Linked DNA regions of Zea mays: region 2 is linked to region 1. The links are chromatin contacts, called in public Hi-C maps. All regions are on one chromosome and are shown on one strand. Each heading gives the region's core, a stretch centred on a gene start, on an enhancer-like site or on the middle of the called end of the contact. The rest is flanking DNA. Distances are from core to core; before and after follow the strand shown. Region 1 holds the start of LOC100381726. Region 2 holds the start of LOC100274617.

Region 1 (7,046 bases), core at 1,935-4,434:
CTGGTTTTTAGTTTATTCATTTTATTCTATTTTATTCTCTAAATTTTCAAATACAAAAACTAAAATAGAGTTTTAGTTTCCATATTTATCAATTTAAGAACTAAAATAGAATAAAATGTAAAGGCTAAAAATTAGTCCCTATAAACTAAACACTCCTATATACGACATCCAAGGTATAAATTTGTATATGCCTAAACGCACGATTATGGGTGCCTTTGATATGGCTCTTTAGACGGCTCTAACTCAAGCTTATCGTAAAGTTGTATCAAACGATTATGAAAAACGACGGCTCGCCGATAAACCCTAAAAAAAATAGAGTCTTTTTTTGTTGAGAGCTAGAGCACTAAAAACCTGGTTTTTATCGGCTCCACCTATATTTTTCCCATACATAATTAGAAAGAAACGCGGAGAGAATCTATTTTATCAAACAAGTAGCAAAATGGCTCCGATCCCTTAAAAAATCTAGAGTCCGAACTGTTTTTGAGGAACTAGAGCTCGGCCCAACGGAGGCCTACATGTCAAGGACCCTGCTTCTGACTCACATGTTAGGAACCGTCTGTTCTGATTCTTCTTGCTGTCAAGTGTTGTCTAATAACTATATTGTACTAATCTACTAGTACAGAGGAAACAGCTTAAAAAGGAAGAAGGGTCAACTAACATATAATTCTCTGACACCTAAGTTGGCCACTCAGCAGCTTTCATTGGGCAATATCTGTTCTAGCTTTTACGCTGTTAATTACTAATCTGTCTGGTACTCCTCACCAAAAGATGTACTAATCATGTAACTAAAATAATAAATAATGTGCGTACTTGCAGCAACACACAGCATACTGACATTGGTAATCCTGTTCATGGGTCGGAAAGATGGGGATAGGATAGGTAGGTCAGGCCCGTCCAAAAGGATGCTTAGAGGTATCATTAAACTGAACCCTTGCTCAACTCGCAGACACTGCTGCGTTGCGTGCCATGCGTATCTGAGATGGAAAGACCCAAAGAAATTTTATCTGCTCACGGACTCGGCACCGAGAACCTGAGATCTCCAGACCCCCGTCGCAATCGGCTCGAGCTCGCAAACGCGCGGTGGGAAAAAAGGAGGTGGGAAAAAAAGCGAAGGGATGGCAAAACCATCGCCGTGTAAAAGAACGCGGCCGCTTTCCACGTCGCCCGCCCAAGTACCCATCGTTTTCTGCTGCTGCACCCACCTCCTCCAGCCTTCCCTTTTTTTTTGTTTCGCCTTTTCCCTTCTTTAGTTTGCACCAGCAACAGATTAAAAGCGCCTTTTCTTGCCAAAAAATAAAAACGGACCATGGTTCTGCTGGCTCCGTTTCCTTAACAGCCAAGACAAATGCATTTTGTATTCCTAGATCTAGTGAGCAGGATCTTAATTGGACTTTAGGTACCAAATTGAAACCGATATGTTTGTTCATCGAACTCCAGGCATCAGCTAGTTTGATATTTGAAAACTTTACTTGTAGCTTGATTTTATTAGTTTGTATTGGAAGATCGTGTTGACACAGACCGCTGAACGACTGCCGATATATAGAGAGGGGATAAATGTGTCTCGCAAATAAAAATATATAGCACGCACATACGCATTCAGTATTTGTGAAGGACATGAGTCCTCGGCTCCATATATGACCAAATTAGGGATGACAATGGTGAATTCTCTGTCGGATTGTAGCTCCTTGTCTCCGCAACGAAAAGATTATTCTGTAGGGATCCCACGAATGTTTGCGGGGATATTTTTCTCCATCCCCATCGGGATCCTCGTCCCCGCTTAAATTATAATTAAATCTACTCTATTTATTATTAATATAAAACATCGTCACTTATACATATTGTTAGATGTAAAAATCATTATATGTACATTAAAATAAACACATTTGAACAACGGATGATCTCTTGACAAGATCATTATTTATTTTTACCATTAACTATTACATGAAAACATTGTCATATGTAAGTTTAACGGGTCCCCGCGGGAACGGAGACAGAGAATGCTTCCTCGTCCCCATCCCTGTTTACCTATCGAGAGAGAATTTTTTCCCGTTTAAATCCCCATAGGGGAAGAAACTTTGTCATCCCCATCCCCTAATAGAGGAATTCCCCGCAGGGAATCGGAGATCGGGTCCTTATTACCATCTCTAGACAAAACACTCTCAAGTTTTATGAGTAGTTTATTTCCTCCATAGTCCTCTGCCTATTTACCAGCCAATGTAGCAGTTGTTTCGCCTTGTTTACTACGTGACGTTTCCCATCTGTTTATAAGGCCAGTTACATAAAATTTATTAAGCTTATTAGAGGGTGCTTAAAACATTCCGTGGCGGTGCGGTGAGAGGGCTCGATGGGTCCACTGTGTAGGGCACCAGAAGAAAATTGAGAATGAGAAGAAAACATGGAAGACCGAATTTATAAGGGGCATTTAGTATTGGTTCATACAAAGAATCGGTGCTAAAGGTCTATTGGCGGGAACCTGAAAAAAAAAGACCTCTAGAGATTTATTTGGGTATAAATATAATCAACCACACAATTTAAAAAAATATAAACAAAAACAAGTAACAAGTGGATCTCCCTGCTCTTGTAGTACCAACTGAAGGAGGTAGAGACTTTATAAAGCATGTACAGTAATATTGGCTGAGCCTACAACTGATTCTAATATATGTTAGATCAACCGGCACCGAGCCGAGTACATTAGGTTAATCACAATAGAGATTTTATGAGGTGTTTCACGTATTAATTAGCCTGCCACATCAGCTATTTGATGACATGTCATAACATTTAATAAGGAAGAGTTTCATGGAGTTTCATGGGGATGAAACCATGTTAACTCGTTTCCAAGGTCTTGAAAACTGTGTGAAACCTCCACTGAGAGTGTTTTGTTTCATCTTCATATAATTGAGTAAATCCTATTGATTATTTATATGCAGCATTTAAGAAGTATGTTGACATATGAAACAGTGAGATGAAACTCTCTATTGAGAGAGGATGTTTCATTCATCCATAAAACTGACATGACATTTTTGAAAATAGAGAAATGAAATTCTCACTGTGATTAGCCTTAATAGCAGTTGGAGACACCAAACGATATTGATGTCCTCTTCGAGAATGCGACGGTTAAAGCACACTTGGATGAGTACAAACCGCGATCAGGCCGCGGGTACCGCGCGATAAAAAGACGAGCCATGCGTTCTGGTTCGAGAAAAACGACACGGGATCCCAGTAATCGACGCCAGGCAAAAGCGAGAGGCACCTCCGCTCCGCTCGGCTTGCCGTGGGTTCCGTCGGCCCGGCCCCTCGCCACTGCTGTAGAGTACGCCCTTTCCTCTCCGGTCGAGTCAGCCGCGCTCCTTTACGCCTCGCCGCTGCCCCCGCCACCGCAACGCCTGGTGCCCGGGGGCCGGGCCGGGTCGCGTGGTGGATCGACGCTGTACCAGTACCACCCTGCCTGCCGGCCGGCCGGCCTTTGGTGCGTCGCGTGGCATGTGCTGCTTGCGCGCACGTCGCGTTTCGCCGTCGAGTCTTGTGAAGGGACGCCGGACGCGCGCTGATGGGACGGGACGGGACCGGACTCGGACCGGGACAAGACGCGTCAGAGTACTCTCGCCTGCTGAATGCCTGCTCAGTGCTCACTGCTCAGCCGGTGCGCCCGCGCCGCTGTCGGCGTGCACGCCTGACGGGCGGGGGGCGGCTAGCTCCGGGCTCCCACCTCGGTTGGCGCGCGGCCAATCCCCACCGGCCGCAAGTACGCCCATCGCCGGGCCCCACGGCGTGGCGCGGCGCTACTGCCTAGTAGCCTAGCTACCTTGCCCGAGAACCCGAAGTAGAAAATGGCCAAGGCTTCCCCAGCCAACCAGGCCGTGCATGCATTGCATGGGCATATATGCGTCCGACCCGTATGCTGTCGAGTCGGCTAGCTTGCGTTGCGTGGAGTGTAGCTATAGTTGATCAGATGCATGGTGCAGTGAAGAGCGCGCAGCACACGGTTTACCCGTCGAGCTAGCGAGTACACAGCCGGAGTAGCCAATAATTATCAGCTGGACTTCTTTTTGTAGATCCTGCCGCTGCTGCTATATATATATATATATATATATTTATTTATTATAAATGTAAAAAAAGGAGAATAACTTTGTTCTACGTCTGGTGCTACTTATTATTATTATACTATATTTTGTAGAATCCCGGCAGGCCAGGCATCGCACACCGTGATGGACGGACAGCGCCTTTTTCGGTCTTCACGTGGTGTGGCCCAAGAGCAAGAGGTTCCCGTGCATCTTTCCGTCGAGTCATTTTATACAAAAGACGGGCCTGCCATTGGCCACCAGCGTTTTGCCACCAATGATCTGTGATCTCCGCTGTGGGATGGCAACGGGCACATTTTACCCGCGTGCCCGCGGGTAAAAACCCTATAGGGTGCGGGTTTGGGTGTGAGTTTGTACCCGCGGGTACGGGTGCGGGTTTGATTCTCAATCCGACGAGTTTTTTTCTCGCGGGTATGAAAATGTTATACCCGTGCCCGCAAACCCGCGTACCCGCAATGGATATATATATATATATATATATATGTATGTATGTATATATATATATGTGTGTATATATGTAATTTTATATGTGTGTATATTATATATATACATATTTGTATATGTATAGTTATATGTGTGTATAAATATATGTATATATAGATGATATATGTATAAATATATGTGTATAATTATGTGCCCGCGGGTTTGTGGCACCCGCGGGTCGCGGGTATGGGTAGCATATTGTACCCGTCGCGGGTAACGGGTACGGGTGCGGGTTTAATATTAAACCCGCGGAGGCGGGTTTGAAAACCATCTACCCGCGGGTTTCAAACCCGTTGCCATCCCTAGTTGTGCCTGTTCGCACCCTCACCCACATGGATGGGTCGTCGTCGATGGTTCTTCTGGACGCTAGAACGGACCGGGCGGCTGTGTCTTCGAGCTGAAGTGTGTGTGTGAGAGAGAAGAATATGCACACTGCTAGTACCACTAGTCCGTATACGCATGCATACTCCTAGCTTGCTCTTGGAGTCTACTCCCTCTCCTCTGTCTCTCTCTCTGCCTTTTGTGGTGAAGCTGGGGGGGCCTCAAGCGGTGGAATCTGAACGCTTGCTTCCCCCATCGCCACACGGTCGGGGTCGGGGAATCTAGGCTTTGACCTAGATTCTGGTGGAATCTGAAAACCCATCGGCGGCAAGGCAAGGCAAGGCAATGCAAGACAGGCGAGAGCCAGCGCAAAGCGCCCGCCCCGTGTGTCAGCCGGTCACATGCATCAAGCAGGGGGCTGGGCACTGCTAGTCTGCTAGTGCAGTAGTACTACTGTACTAGTACTAGTACTGGTGCCCCCCGAACTTTGTCATGTCTGTCGTTTCTTGGAGAAGCCTGACCCCGTCCCCGGCCTGTCCAGTCTAGCAGCGCAGCGCTGGCCTGGCCTGCAGCTAGCTGAGCACAGTGCGAGCCACTATGCGCGCGCGTGCATGTTGGTTGCCGGCGGTCCGTGTATCATCCTGCTGCCTGCAGGCTTGGTTGTTGGTTCCAAATGTAGGTACAGCATCCATGATATTATTGGTAGTTTGGGCATGTTTTGATTCCAGTTCCAGGGGGGCTATATCGTAGCCGTGATCTATTGCTGTCTTGTAGCTAGCTCACCATGAATGCTGCTGCACCGCGATGCTCTGGGATTCTTCTGCCTAGTGTTTAGCTGTGGCGCGAGTTGTTTACCTGCCTGGGAACTCTTTTTTTGCTTCTCCCCTCTCGGTCGACCTCCATCCAGCCCTCCTGTCCTGGCGGCAGCCGGAGCAGGGAAGGCCTTCCGCTCTCCTCTGCACTCCAAAAGCAGCACCACGTCAGGTCAAGGCCCTCGTGGTCCTCGTGTCCTGCTCAAGGCCCAACGACCCAGCGCGTCAGGTGCTTTGCGTGCCTGTCGGCCCACGAGTTCTGGTTCAGGCCCAGGAGTAACACGACTGGACCACGAGTCGATGACCAATGTGTGTGGGCTGGGCTGCGGCTTCCGAGATCAGGACGCGGGCCAGTCTGCGGCGCTCCCAGCCCTCCGACGCGAATTTCTCCGCGCTTCTCTTGTCCTGCCTTCGACTTCAACGCGTGAGGGTAAAAAAAAAAAAAAACAGCTGCAAAGTCGACAGTGGCCACGACAGCACACACGTCCCCGTCGCCATCATGGACAACGGCAGCTTGTTAGACCGGGGCCTCCTAAAACTTCGCGTGTTTTGCAAGCGGAGCCGGAACCGGGCAGAGGCGCACGCACGACCACCTCACGCGCTCGACCGCTTTGTCAGCAGCTGCACGAAGACGATGGCTGCGGCCCGCAAGTGGGAGCGGAAGAAACTGTTGAGAAACCCTAATTAAGGGTTATGTGGGCAAATACCGAATATAGCCCTGAGGGCTATCGCGTCTCTATATATAGAACTTGTACCCCTTATATGGAAGAGAGATCAGAAAGAGGCCAGAGGTCCAACTCTATATCCAGTGTCTCGTGTGTTTCCTCTGTCGTGCTTATGGGAAGGGAGACGAGTTCTCTACATCTTCTTGCGCCTCTACTGCTGACGGGAGGGAAGGGAGCGGATCTGGTGATCCGTGGTAACGTATTTCTCAACACGTTATCAGCACGCTCTACCTCGACGTTGCTGCGAGATCAGATCTGCGTCAACTCTTCGTCACGCCGGCAGGTCTTTGGCCTTGCCGAACTGTCCTACGCGACAGGCTTCGTTTCCATTCGCAGAATCAAGAAACATGGTATGAAATATATAGATCTACTGTTCGTCTTGAAAAAAACAGTACGCCGGCGGCGGCTCTGCTGGCCACATCGCGCGTACCGACCTGATATATAGATCTACTGTTCCTATTTTCGTGTGCCAAACTACCAACCAATAACTCCGTAGTTGTCACACCCGGATTTTAGGGGTTCAAAACCCGGGCGCGAACATAATCACCAGGTGTGCTGGGACCAAGTCTCACACATATGATGATTCATGGCACAGGATCGAATGTCACAACTTTACTATATAATAG
Region 2 (7,046 bases), core at 2,610-5,109, 350 kb after region 1:
TCGCGTCCGAGTCGAGGGACGACCGCAGCGTGCCCGCGCCGGGGCCGCGCCGTCTGCGCAGGGACTTGCGCTGGGGGGTGCGCCCGCGGCCGGCATGGCCGAGCCGCGCCAGCGCCGGGCTCCCGCGCTACGCGCCCGTCGTGGGCAGATCCGGCCGAGCCCGTGCCTGCACAGGAGACCGCGCCCGTGCAGAGGGCCATCCCGCCGCCTTGGGCCGCCTCGCTGCGCCCATGCACGAGCCGAAGACCGACGCCGCGGGCGGTGTCTGCGCCGCGTCTGGTGTCCGGGCGTTGTCCGACGTTCGTGCGCGCCCGAAACGCGCCCGCGCCGGGGCTGAGTCGCGCCGCCGCGCCTGCGCTGTGAGCCGGTCGTGCCGCGCCCACAGCCGGCGTGGCCAGATCCGTGCCCGAGACGACCGGTGCTCACCGTGGCCGCGATAGCCCTGATGACGTCCGGCTTTGATGGTGATGTGAGTGGTAGTTAATTCGAAATAGAACCATAGGCATCGTACCTTCTACTTCTTTCACCAACAGCGAGCACTTGTTCCCTCTAACAGGAAAAAAAAAATTCTCTGATTTCTTGAGACAGTGCTGATAACGTGTTATAACTCAGTGGCTAACCCAGTGGAGAGAGACAAAGAGAAACGACAAATGACCGGACTGTCCTTTATTGCAGGGGTTATGTTTATATAAATATGAAGGGTTGAGTTTCCAAGGGGTGTGTCGCTTGGGAATTATATGTCGTACCCTTTGGATTGATCACAAATACAATAATTTGTAACAGATGCATTCAGGAACTGAGGAGCGGACGTCGCAGCCAAGTGGGACGCCACGCCATATGCCCGTGCGGCCATGCCAACGTGCTGCGCGGTGCCCCGGCGGGCCGCGCCTCGGCACGCGTCCACTCCAGTGAGCACGGCAGACGCGACGCCTGGCAAGCAGAGGAAGCAGTAGACGGTAGACCACTACTCAACTAGTAGAGCTTCAAGACTTGCTCGTGCAACAGGTAATCCAAACGTTTGTTTGCATGCACACCGAGGCGCTAGATTCGGACCGACAACACGAGGCCGGGCCGATCCACATGACGAGGGTGTCGGCTTAGACACAGCTCATGTGGATGATTTTATTGACCCCATGAGACGGTAGGCAACTTAACATATCACAACTTGGATGGGAATTCAGTTCACTCTTCCATATGCGCCTGTTGTTCCAAAAACATCCAGGCAGAAGTTCTGGGAGCTATTTTATGGAGGATTTAGGAGAATAAGAATAATCATGTCTTTAGAGGAGAGGAGTCTGATGTTCATATAATTCTTGCAATGGTACTTAGTGATATAAACATACGGCGCCATCGTTTCCCCCGAATGCGCGAGGGGCTCTGTCCTAAGATGGTGTGAGCATGTAACTATCAACTGTCTGTTCTTAATTTGTTTCGCATTCCGGTCGAATGATTTCAATTGATCAATGAAAGGTGGACGTCGTCCTCCACTTTCTTAAAAAAGAAACATAGCACAGCTTATGCAACTAGTACTAATATATCTAACGGAGAATTCGAGACGCTTGATGCCTTGATCAATGTCTTGCTACGATAATGATACTGACAGTCGACAACTCAACATACTCAGTTAGATGCTACATCAAATGAGTTGCTGGTGTGTCATGCCGCCGGCGTACAAGAGCGGCGTTCCAAACTAGTGATGGCAGTGGGAAGATCCCTACGAACACTTGAGGAGGAGAATATTTGTTTCTCATCCTGGTACACCGGAGAGTACCTAATATATGGGGCAAACCTAACTAAACATCCTGTTACCCTATGAAATCTGATTACGTTACAGGTGAACCAAACGCCATCGAGGTTGGGTTCGCCGTTCTACTCGGTCATGTCCGGCGGCCACCGTCGTGTGCTAGTGTGTGTCAGCAGACCTGCCGCTGATGGCCTGTTGCGGCGGCCGTGCAGCGCAGCTGTGGTTGACTGGTTGTCCTGCTCCTGCTGGTGGGGCGACCGACCGATTGATTGCATCGAGACTGATAAGATCACGGGCGTCTCACCTGGTTCTAGACCACACCAGACCACACCGTCAGTCTAGAATGTGCAGCGCATGCGCCGCGCACGATAACATTAACACCACGCACTTGTCCTATTGTGTTGCGCGCCACACCAGAACACACCACACCGCTTTTCTTCTCTGTTCTGTAGAATGTGCTCCCCTCATCTGGGAAAGGAAAGGAAGGGAAGGGAGCAGATCGTCAAATTCTGCAGCACAACCACAGCCCTGTCCGCGTGACAGCACAATGCGAGCGAAACCAGGCAGATGCGACGCAAACAGAACCCGGGTCTCTCTTTTTCCTTTTTTTTCTTTTTCTTTTGTTTCGACATAGAATAGAACGCCATGTTTCCAGAGTTACATGCATCAATCACCTGATAATAAAATCACTGACGCATTCATCACTGCCGGAACCCAGAGCCAGAGCTGTACTATGCACAGACGCTCTGGCATGGCAGAAACTACCGGGCCGATCGATCCATCCGGCGTCGCTGCACTGCACCTCCAAGGCCACCCCGGCTAGGCGGCGGCCACGGTCTCCCCGCCGCTGCCGGACTGGTCGGAGCCGCTGGCGCCGGACACGGACGGGGCCTCCTTGATGGAGGTCAGTGAGCAGCAGGTCTTCTCCATGCGCTCGTCGTACTCGATCCGCTTCTCCCGGCACTCCTGGCTGCAGAACGCCACCTCGCCCCTGCACGACGCGGACAACAGGATCCAACTATCATGTCATTTGCACCATCTTTTTAACAAATCTTAACCTTCTACTCCATGATCCAAGGGGGGATTTTTTTAAAAAAAACCCTGCGGTAGATTTGGGATTGTGACAGCTGATTAAAGAACTGATGGGTTGGATTGGATGGTTCCAGGTGGCGATGCTTACATATCACAATCAACCAACAACTCATATGATTGGTCACCTAGTATAGTATGTCTACTTGGAGTAGAGTGATGTACTCGCTAGTGTAAAATATGCGCACCTACATGATGCATCGAACTAGTAGTTATTCGCGACAGAAGAATTGACAGGGCGGCGGAAGGAAGATTCGTATCAAATATTCCTCCCAGTAAAATAAATAAAACAGGGGGGGAATTAGATTCACACAATCCCCCGGTACGAAGTCACGAACTAGCTAGAACGAACGTGTCGAGTGGTGATGGAATGGATCGGATGGCAATTAATTAATTAATTCGCAAAAGGAATCGAAGGACTTGGACACGGAGCACAGTAATCCGATAGACCGGAAGAGATCGCAATAATCCCCCCCAACTCTAGAGTGGAAAAGTTGCAGTCCCACGTAAAAGCAGCGTGAAAAGACGGACGGACGGATTGGAGCAACCTGTAGATGAAGGTGTCGTGGCCGGGCCCGAGGCGGCGGCTGCATCGGCCGCACGCCTTCAAGAAGGCCGCCGTCTCCACCGCGGCGAATGAGCCGCCGTAGTAGTAACAGTAACCCACCGGCATGGCGCCAGCGGCTCCCGTCCCAGTGCCGGCAGCCGGCAGCGAGGCGGCGCGCCGCTCCTGGCGCCCCTGCTTCGCCGCCGACGGCACCGTCACCATGCTGGGCGTCCGCGGCAGCGCCCTGCTCCTCGGCCGCTTCCCCAGCGCCGTACCGGACTCGATTCGCTCGGCGGGCTCCATACCCCCCTCTTCTCCTGTACGCGGCCCTCCGCGCGCTGTGGTTCGAGATGGGCGAGATTTGGAGAGGTGGTGGCGGAGGGGCGAGGGAGACTGGTGGGTGCGGCCGTGCGGGGGAGGAGGGGTTTTGCGGAGGAGCGGCGCATAAAAAGGAGGCGGAGCGGAGCTGCGGAGCAGAGCAACGCATGGGATCTGGGATCTGGTCTGGACCGACCGATTTGTTGCCCCAGAAAGAATCTCTTGGATGCTTCCATCTGGCGCGCGAAATGGTCCGCCGTCTGTGACTTTTAACCCGCGGTTTACGGCTTCCGGCTGTAAATTCTGCTGTTTACACCTGTGCTGTGCTGTGTCGGGCGCCAGTTGTGGGCAATGTGCATCTGACAGTGGCAGCAGCTGCGCAAATACTTTTGTATCACTGCGCTGCGTATGTTGCAAGGCCTGCTTTTTTTATCATAAATAAACATATTGGACACGGGATAGGACAACAGGGGACTATCGATTGCTATGATACAGTTTGGGACCATCCAATCGAAGTAGGAAAGAATTCAGGTGCCGTTTGGTTCACATATTTGTAACGTAATGGGTAACGGATAACGTTAAATCATGTTTGTTTTAGTCCAACCGTAATCAGATACCACACTAAAATTTGATACCAGCCTATTCAAATTTGTTACCGCCAGTAATCGAGCCGAAACCATTACCATTACCATTTGCGTTACATTTTTTGAACCAAACAGCACCTCAGATAGGATTTTTATATAGGGTGTGCCACAACAAAATTAAAATGACGATCTCTATCTTCAATTTTCCTATTTGGGAATTTATGTGCAAATGGTTGAAATGGATCTCTAATAATAATAATATATGCTCTTCGAATTGCATCATGATCATTAGCATGGTAGTTTGCAATATGTTGCCTTCACTTGGATCATGTGGAAGACGGCTGGCATCATAAAGTGTTGGCGGTGGTGGTGCAGATACCATTGGATTCACAATAATTTCTTCATTTATTCTCTCTTCCTCTTGTTTTTTAGTGTCGACACAATAAACTTATGTTTCTTAGCAGCATGATTGAAAAAAAGGCAATATCTTCCTGCTTCTTCATATTTTAGTCACTAGTGAATCAGCCGAGAGGCGCGATGTACTTGCGCACACCTGTACGCGGGGAAGGGCACCTCCGCGCGAGCGTTAGTGAGCGCAGGCAGTAGGCGTTGCATGCAAGCCTTGCAGGATGCCGTTGCAAGATGTAGTTGCTTGAAGTCTTGAAGACCGAGCAAGATGCGTTGCAGACTTGCAACCTTTGCAGGACCGGAGGGGTGAAGGCTTTGGAGCCGACTGAGCAGGATGCTGGTGGCCATACGCCAGCCGCCAGGAACTGAGGAACAACCGCGCACAGTGCACTCGCCAGGAACTGGGAACAGGAAGCCCATTAGCCGAACGCTCGGGAGGGAACGTCGGGCGTCAGCTGAACAGGCGAACCAGGTGGCCGGGTGGGGTCCCTGGTGGGCCTGGCTTAGGGTGTGCCAGGGCCCACCCGGACCCCCCTGTAGGTCCGCCCCTGCAACAAATAAAGGCAGCATGCATGAACTCTCAGAGACCCTTGGCTGCAGTGCCAACCCACCCGGCACGCTGCGACGCACCAAGGGCAATGGAAGGAAAAGCCGGGTATTTCACCTCAGCATGCACCCTTCCGGTCTGCCATGGGTCTGCACACCTGATGCTGTCACCGTGCACCCAATGCAACTCCAGAGCTTTCTGTACGGGAGGAGATCATAGTTCGTTCAGATATCTTTTCCTACTTTCCCACGACGTTCAAAACGAGGACAGAGAGAGAGAGAGCGATTCAAGTGCTAGTGTGTGTCAGTGTGTGACCGTGAGAGAGACAGAGAGATATTGACCTTCAGAGCTGATCTCATGTCCCACTCACTAGACCAGTGCAACAATTTAGGCAGATTTCACCCCAGTACTCTTTTAAACTGTACTGTTTGTAAACTAAAGTTTGGATATAAGTATAAATAATCTAATGAAGATAGTCTTATCGATGGCAAGTCTGTTTTTTTGATGCGCGTGCAGCGCAATTGACCTAAGCATGCTTCCCTGATAATTCAAGCACATAGGAACCTCATTAGAATTACAGTGACGATGCTATGGCACCATATCCCAGCCTTACTCGTAGGCGTCACATGGCGGAGCAGGCAGGGGCGGATATGGTCCTAGGGCCACCTCAGCCGTGGCATGGGGCGCAGCACAAAAATCCTCTTATATATATGTCTTTTTTCAACCAAAAAATCTAGCTCAAAATACATTTCAGCCTAAAAATGTGGCCCAAAAGACGTCCTGCTTGCACGGATTGAGCCTAACGCTGGCGGTCTCTCTCAGTCGCTTAAGTCATGAGAACATAGACTCTTTCAATTATTTCGCAAACCTGCGCGGCTGCGTTTCCTATGTTGCCAGCGGCGCAGCCGCCTCCATTTAGTCTTCTATCGCTCTCCACACCTTCAGGCTCTACAAATTCGGCAAGGGCACAAGGCAGCAACCTCCGAGGTGGCCGGGCGGGTTCTGACTCAGGCATCCGCCACCGCCAGTCCAGCCTCCACCTCCACCTCCACCAGTTCGCCTCTAGCGTCCCTGTAGCAATGACGCGTGCGGCCTGCACTGGCGCTGCACCACTGCCCAAATCTACCCCTGCCATTACATCTGAGCGGCAAGCGCTGTGTGCTGAGTTATTGTTCCCAAACGTCTGATTCCTTTTCCCTATCTGCCACAGTTCCATTGGATTGTTTTAAATCTTACTATCTCTAAAGTGCAAAAAATTAAAAGACGAGTAGTACATCGTTATATTTGTAGAGTGGCCCGGGGCGTTATTGTTGAGAAACCCTAATGAAGGGTTATGTGGGCAAATACCGAATATGCCCCTAAGGGCGATCAAGTCTCTATATATAGAACATGTACCCCCTCATATGGAATAGAGAAGAAAAAGAGGCCAGAGGCCCAACCATATATTATGTGTCTCGTGTGTTCCTCTGTCGTCCTTCTGGGAAGGGAGATGAGTCCTCTACAACTTCTCGTGCCTCTACTGCTGACGGGAGGGAAGGGAGCGGATCTGGTGATCCGCGGTAATGTAGTTCTCAACACGTTATCAACACGCTTTACCTCAATGTTGCTGCGAAATCAGATCTGCATCGACTCTCCGTCAAGACGGCAGGTCTCTCGGCCTAGCCGAACTGTCATACGCGACAGACTTCGATTTTTCCTCTACGTAATCGAACAGTATGTTTATCTGCTAATGTGCATGAACTATGATCCGTGCCCGACGAATTTGCTATCGCTGTCGTGGTGTTGCGTCCGCTCCCGCGACAGCTAGCC

The links. A called contact is a pair of places that touch in the nucleus more often than the background predicts.
Region 2: a Hi-C map of bundle sheath shows a contact between it and region 1, with 3 times the contacts expected there. The contact joins the promoter of LOC100274617 here to the promoter of LOC100381726 in region 1. A contact is called at or near these places in 2 of 25 Hi-C or Micro-C datasets (bundle sheath and endosperm).

What each region holds. Positions count from the first base shown.
Region 1 is chr4:185,834,173-185,841,218 of Zm-B73-REFERENCE-NAM-5.0, forward strand. It overlaps LOC100381726, which reads left to right and starts at 3,185. Exons shown (of 1, transcript NM_001174533.1): 1 at 3,185-4,614. The coding sequence starts at 3,481. The coding sequence ends at 3,798.
Region 2 is chr4:186,178,726-186,185,771 of Zm-B73-REFERENCE-NAM-5.0, forward strand. LOC100274617 reads right to left here and starts at 3,860. Exons shown (of 2, transcript NM_001148961.2): 1 at 3,382-3,860; 2 at 2,362-2,735. The coding sequence starts at 3,683. The coding sequence ends at 2,564.